Regions from separate parts of the Capra hircus genome. Here region 2 is linked to region 1. Evidence: chromatin contacts called from public Hi-C data. All regions are on one chromosome and are shown on one strand. Each heading gives the region's core, a stretch centred on a gene start, on an enhancer-like site or on the middle of the called end of the contact. The rest is flanking DNA. Distances are from core to core; before and after follow the strand shown.

The links. Hi-C and Micro-C count contacts between places; a contact is called where the count stands out from the background.
Region 2: a contact with region 1 is called in a Hi-C map of liver, with 4 times the contacts expected there. The contact joins two enhancer-like sites. A contact is called at or near these places in 2 of 5 Hi-C or Micro-C datasets (blood and liver).

The regions. Positions count from the first base shown.
Region 1 is chr26:8,247,613-8,250,665 of ARS1.2, forward strand. All of the region lies in intron 1 of CHST15 (carbohydrate sulfotransferase 15), which reads left to right. Among named protein-coding and RNA genes, the nearest start is that of CHST15, 6.0 kb to the left of the region's middle. Within about 2 kb of position 1,574, at least 4 of the 5 cell types and tissues checked have an H3K27ac peak or open chromatin away from gene starts, as enhancers often do.
Region 2 is chr26:8,323,309-8,326,361 of ARS1.2, forward strand. CHST15 (carbohydrate sulfotransferase 15) reads left to right here. Exons shown (of 9, transcript XM_018041483.1): 9 at 1-552. Among named protein-coding and RNA genes, the nearest start is that of CPXM2, 80 kb to the right of the region's middle. Within about 2 kb of position 1,438, at least 2 of the 5 cell types and tissues checked have an H3K27ac peak or open chromatin away from gene starts, as enhancers often do.

The DNA of each region.
Region 1 (3,053 bases), core at 324-2,823:
CTACTTAGAAACGTAGCTGGCCTGGGAGCGTCGTTGTGTGACCGTCACCAGGCATCTCTTGAGTGGCACGTGATGTAGAAGTGGTGCTCTCAGTCATCAGCTGGTGAGGAAAGTGGGGCTACTCGGGACGGTGGCTGACTTCCGCCCTAACTGCGCTGCTTTGCTGCTGATTCAGAGCCTGTCTTCTCACTTAGCGGACGACATATCGGGGGACTGTTCTGACTTGCACAGGGTGTTTCTTTATTGTTCTCAGGTGCTGGGGTCTGATTTCCTTCCTGAGAGGCTCCTCCGTTAAAACGAAGTACTAGGATGGGATGATTGATGTGTACACCTGGGTCTTCACGGCGTGAAATGAAGCACAGCGGTGGCTGTTATCTAGTGTGTGTATCCAGTGTCCACATCTAGGAAGAAAAGTAAAGGGTCTGTGTTCATTCGGGCCAATACAGAATATTTGTAAGTACGGGCTTTGGGGAGCAAGACATTTGGTCCTAACAGCCGTCCTTTGCTGGGTCCCTACCTGTTCTCAGCTTGCCCTGTGCCAGCCTGGTCAGACAGGTCTCCCTTTGTCTCAATCAGAGGGTGGGGAGGCTGTTGGAGACCACAGGGCCTAATCATTTCGCCCTCCGGATGTGCAGGAGGTCGGATCACAGAATGGCAGTGGAGGCAGGAGAGACACAGGGTCGGGGTGGGGAAAGCAGCCACAGCTCTCAAAGGGGAAGGTGGTGATGAGTCAGCAAGTGGGGTGGGGGTGTGGCAGAGGAAAGCAGGTTCTCGGTCTCTGTTGATTTCGAAAGGGATGTGGAGGAAACGCGAGCAGCCTGTTTCATCAGCGCCAGCCATACGCGGCATTTATGTCTTCCTCCAGGTGCAAGCCCAGGGCCAGGTGCATGGGGGCCACGAGGCAGAGCTTAGAGTAGTGGGCCAGGCAGAACTTGGCACGAGTCAGATTACGTAACACTGCCCAGAGTGCAGCAGTTGCTAGGTTAGCGCGGCTCTGAGATTGGAGTGGCCTGAGGCCACTTCACTCCTGGCCTGAGAGCTGAGGCCTGAGAGCTGAGCCAGGTGTTATTCGCTCTGTTGTGTCTCGCTCTTTGCGACCCCATGGACTGTAGCCCGCCAGGCTCCCCTGTCCAAGAGATTCTCCGGGCAAGAATCTGGAGTGGGTTGCCATTCCCTTCCCCAGGGAATCTTCCCCACCCAGGGACTGACCTGGGTCTCCTGAGTCTCCTGCATTGCAGGTGGATTCTTTACCATCTGAACCACCAGGGAAGTCCTACACAGAACACTTAATACCTGCTTGGAGTGGTGCCTAGCATACAGTAAGTGCTTAATATACATCAGCTCTAGAGCTCATTACTGGGGATGGGAGAATGTCTCTGAGCTCCCTGAAATTGCTTGCCCAGTGTTTTTTTGTTTGTTTGTTTAATGTAGCTGTGTATGTTTCCTGGTGGAGGAGGGGAGCATGACTCCTAGCATATTCTACCTCAGAGAGCCTCTCTGACACCCCAGGACGCCTTGGCCTCTAGTCAGGCTGATTGCTTCATCTCTCCCGGCAAAGAGAGCGCTACGTCCACAGCCGCCCTCTGAGATGCTTCCAGCGGACGCCGTGGACAGGCAGCCGGGCGGTTTGGCTGTGCTTCTGTGTAGTGGTGATTAAGCCGGGGGCGGATCAGGGGATGTGCTGGGGAGGCCAGCTTTCGAATGTTGCATTCCTGAGCCCCACTCCAAGCTTCAGAGAGTTCTGAGTGTGTGTGCGGGGGCCTTCTTGCCCGGGCAGGCTCGTCCTGACACCCATGCTACATTTCTAGAATTTGTCCAGGTCCAGGCCTTCCGGGTCTCTGAAGCAAGAAAGGCTGGCAGATCCTCAAAAGCAGAGAGTGTCATTATAATGGAAACCTGGATGCTTTCCAGAACTGTGCTTGTGATAAAAATATTGAGACAGGCTGCCTCGTCATCCAGGTGCCTGGAAAATACCCCAACACGGGCACATAAGTAGATTACAGGGCTGTACTGTGCTCAGTCACCTCAGTGGTGTCTGATTCTTTGTGACCCCATGGACTGTAGCCCACCAGGCTCCTCTGTCCAAGGGGTTCTCCAGGCAAGAGTACTGGAGTGGGTTGCCATGCCCTCCTCCAGCAGATCTTCCTGACCCAGGGATTGAACCCGTGTCTCTTACGTCTCCTGCGTTGGCAGGCTGGTTCTTTACTCACTAGCGCCACCTTGCTGTTCAGATGCTCAGTGTCCCAGTCTTTTCGACCCCATGGACTGTAGCATGCCAGGCTTCCCTGTCCTTCACCACCTGGGCAGGTGCAATTATTTTTCCCTATGACAGGCAAGAACCTGGTGGTTTTACATCTTCTCCTGAAATGGAATATGTGCCTGCTGACCCTTTTTGCTCCCTGTGATTGAGAAGATATTGGTGTGACCTCAGAGTGGGAGAGGCCTCGATAGATGGCGGGTCCCTTCCTCCCAGGGTAGCCCTGATCTCGGGGAAGTTCTGACCTGCTCTGCTTGCCCTGAGGGGGCTGGGGGCCCATAGTGCATTTGCTGTGAGGTTGGAAGGTGCGTTTCAGAGTCTGAGAGGCCTGTAAAGCTGTGTTATTGTCTCACTCCTTGTTGAAAGGGGTCTGGACTGCTGTGTCTCCGCTTTGTGCCATGTGTTAGCTGATTTGGGCTGAATGAGGCAAGTTTGACCAGAACCTTCATTTTCCAATCCACCAAAGGTTTGGTGCCCACCACGCGGATGTGCATTTAACCTGAGTGTTGAATCCCTTATCCCCTTGGAGAGGCAGCTTAGGTGGTGGGGTGAGCCTGGACACCATGTGAACCTGGGCTTGAGTCTCTCCTGTGTTTCTTTGTTCCATTATTGTGACCCTGGGCCAGTGGTTACATCTGCTTGGTCCTCAGTTTCCTTATCTGTAAAGTGGGGTTGATAATCTCTATCTTGTTTTTGTAGCATAGTTTGGGTACCAGTAGTACAAATGGGCTTCCCTGATAGCTCAATCGGTAAAGAATTTGCCTGCATTGTGGGAGACCCTGGTTCGATTCCTGGG
Region 2 (3,053 bases), core at 188-2,687, 76 kb after region 1:
CAGTTCTGTTGCCTATCAGCCCCCTCTGCTCTGGACTCAACCCCCATTCATGGGTTCATTCCTCTGCCAGTTCTTTAACAGCTTGTCGGGTTCAGCCCACGTTTTGCTCTTCGGCCCCAACCGTGGTCACAAGGACTTTGCTCATGCACCCCTACGCATGTGAACAACATGCAGCGTAATTCTGCTTCTTACAGAAGTGTAACCGAAAGTCTTACTTCCAATATTATTTGGTTTATTATACAAATCTTTCTACAGACGCAGGCCCATCCTTGGGGGCCAGTCAGCACTGTCTGCGCGGACCCGGTTTCTCCAGGGGCCTTTCTCCAAAGGGCTGTCTGCCCGCCGCCTTTGCTTTCCTCTGCTCTCGCGTGCGAGGCCCCTCTCCTTGTGACAGCAGAGCTGCTGTTTCGAGCGGTGGTCCTTGAGCCCATCATCCCAAACCAAAGCGAATCAGAGCCTCTCTCACGACCCGAGTTACTTTGTGTCCCCAAAGCTGTGCATCCGACTGTATTAAACTGTACCCCCTTCGTCGCGTTAAGGTGTGTTCATGAACCACCGATGTGCTGTCTTTTTGTTAATACTGATCGTAACTAAATGCGGACCCCGGAGGGCACGCCCTTCCTCCTTAGCCATCACAGCACCCATGGGAGCATCTCCACCGAGCGCAGGCGCGTGAAGGAGCCACAGGAGGAGCTCAGTGTCTCGCCTGCGGCACTGTGAACCCTGTATGCAGGGGACCTGCCACGCGCGGTGACGGTGAGAGAGAGGACGTGGACGTCCCCAGGGACTCCCGTGTGCGGCCGGCGGATGGTGTGAATCAGGGCGGCGAGATGCAGCCCTGTCCACAGACGGGCCTAGCGTCGTCTTCAGACATTCAGACATTTCAAGCTTGGGTGATCAAAGGTCCTGCTGCTTCCAACAGGCTGCTCTCCTCATGTCTCAGGCCTGCCTGGCCCCTGGGGGCTGTGAGTTTGAGGTTCCTGGTGTCACTGTGTACATGTCATTGTCCCTGGACACCCAAGGCCCCCAGGTGGAGCCAGGGCAAGCCTGAGGGAGATGAGGTCACCTCAGGTCTGGGGCTGTGGGAGTCTGGGTCATCCTGGAGGCAGTGGGGGGCTGGGTTGGTTCCCAAATTCTGGAAAGACCCACTCTGGGTTCGCATCTCCCCAACACTGCCCCCCACAGTGGTGTGTCAGAGGGGAGAGGGGGTAGCAAGGCCAGGCCTGCCAACGAGGAGACCCCCAGCTCCTGACGGCAAAGCCAGGGACAGCTTCACTCAGCGAGGAAGGTGCTGTGCCTGTGAGGAGGAGGGGCGGGTGGGAGACGGGGATGGGGGCAGATGGGGGTGTCTGGAAGGTGGATCCCAGGACCCCCCTCCCTGGGGGCCTGTCCAAAACCCCCGCTGCTGTGAGGCCACTACCACCCCCACTCGGGACCCAGCTCTCAGGGAACATTCTGATGAGGACCAACTATGTCTGAGTGTAAACTTTCACTCAGACTGAGTGCCCAGTCTCCAGTCGTGTCCAGCTCTTTGTGACCCTGTGGTCTGTAGCCCACCAGGCTCCTCTGTCCATGGGGACTCTCCAGGCAAGAATACTGGAGTGAGTCGCCATGCCCGCCTCCAGGGGTCTTCCCCACCCAGGGGTCGAACCGAGATCTCTTAAGTCTGCATTGGCATGCAGGTTCTTTACCACTAGCGCCACCTGGACTCTGGGCTGTAGGATGCTAAAGCTAGATCAGCTCTCCTTCCCATCTGCAGGCCATACCTGCAAAGCCCCCTTCCCAGGTAACATGACATATCTCTCGGTTCCAGGAATTAGGATGGAGGCATCTTTGGGAACCTTCATCCAGTCAGCAACAGGGGGTGGTCCCGTGAGCAGATTGGCAGTCAGAGAATGCAGGGGGTGCCCACTGGCCTGCCTCTTTTGGACAAGCAGGTCTGAGTGGGCAGCATCTGCCTAGCAGAGGAAGGCCCAGCTTCCCAATGTGTCTGTTCTGAGACGGCAGGTCTTCCTGTCCAGGCAGTGCCTGTGAGAGGAGGGAGGGGACAGGGTGAATGGCGAGTGGTTCCTTCATATGTTTCTTCCAAGTGAGCCTTGCGGTGGTCCCAGGGGGACCTGCAGAAGCCACACAGGCACTTCTGAATTTCTGAAGTTCAGCTGCTCTGAAGTGAGTCATGCTTCCATGGGAGTCGCTTTTGAAAACCACACAAACGGTTAGAATGTCTTCTGGCCCCCGAGGGCCTCTTGGGGACCCACCGGCCTCCAAGAGGGAAGCCTTTGGAAAGCAACCGGCAACCTCGCTGTCAGCACCTGTGCCTGGTGGCCCCAGGCTGGCCTCCTCTCTGTGACCTTGGCTCTGTTCATGCTGCTGAAGCCCCGCCCCGTCAGCATGGCCTCGCCCCCTCGTGTTGCCTGACCCTGCCCCTCGTGGTGCCCGGCCCCGCCCCCTCGTGGTGCCCATCCTTTGCAGAATGGCTCCTGCAGGTCCCAGTGGGCAGGGCGGAGGCTGGGCAGTCCTGGGCCTCTTTGACCTGCAGGTGGCCGTCCCTGAGAGCCTGCAGGTGACGAGGACACCACAGAGACGGAAGTGGTGGCACCTCAGTGTCTGCAGAGGCCCCTCAGAGGAATAATAGTCGTTCCCCCTTGTCCACCATTTGGAGTGGCTGGGTCCTCCCGCCAGGGGTCGGGACCAATCGGCTGCACCTGCATTCATCACGCGCACACTCGGGCAGAGCAAGAAATAGGGCTGTCTATCCTGTGTGAGCCGCTGCCCTGTGGGTGCCTGGCTTCGAGTCTGGGGCACAGAGGAGAGTAGAAGGGGGCCTCAGCCCCCACAGTGGAGGGATCCAGCTGGGGGTAGCAGGGCAGCGAGCATGGGGCCCGCCAGGGCTCCCAGGGCCTTCTGTCCACCTCCAGCTTCGAGCAGGCCCTTTAAGTTCAGGCCCGGGTCAGATCCAGAAGCACGTGGCCTGGAGCCTGGGCCTCCCGAGTCTCAGGACTTTCCCAAGACCTCCGTGAGGTAGTGGGGGACCCCGCCCTGCACTTCCCTGA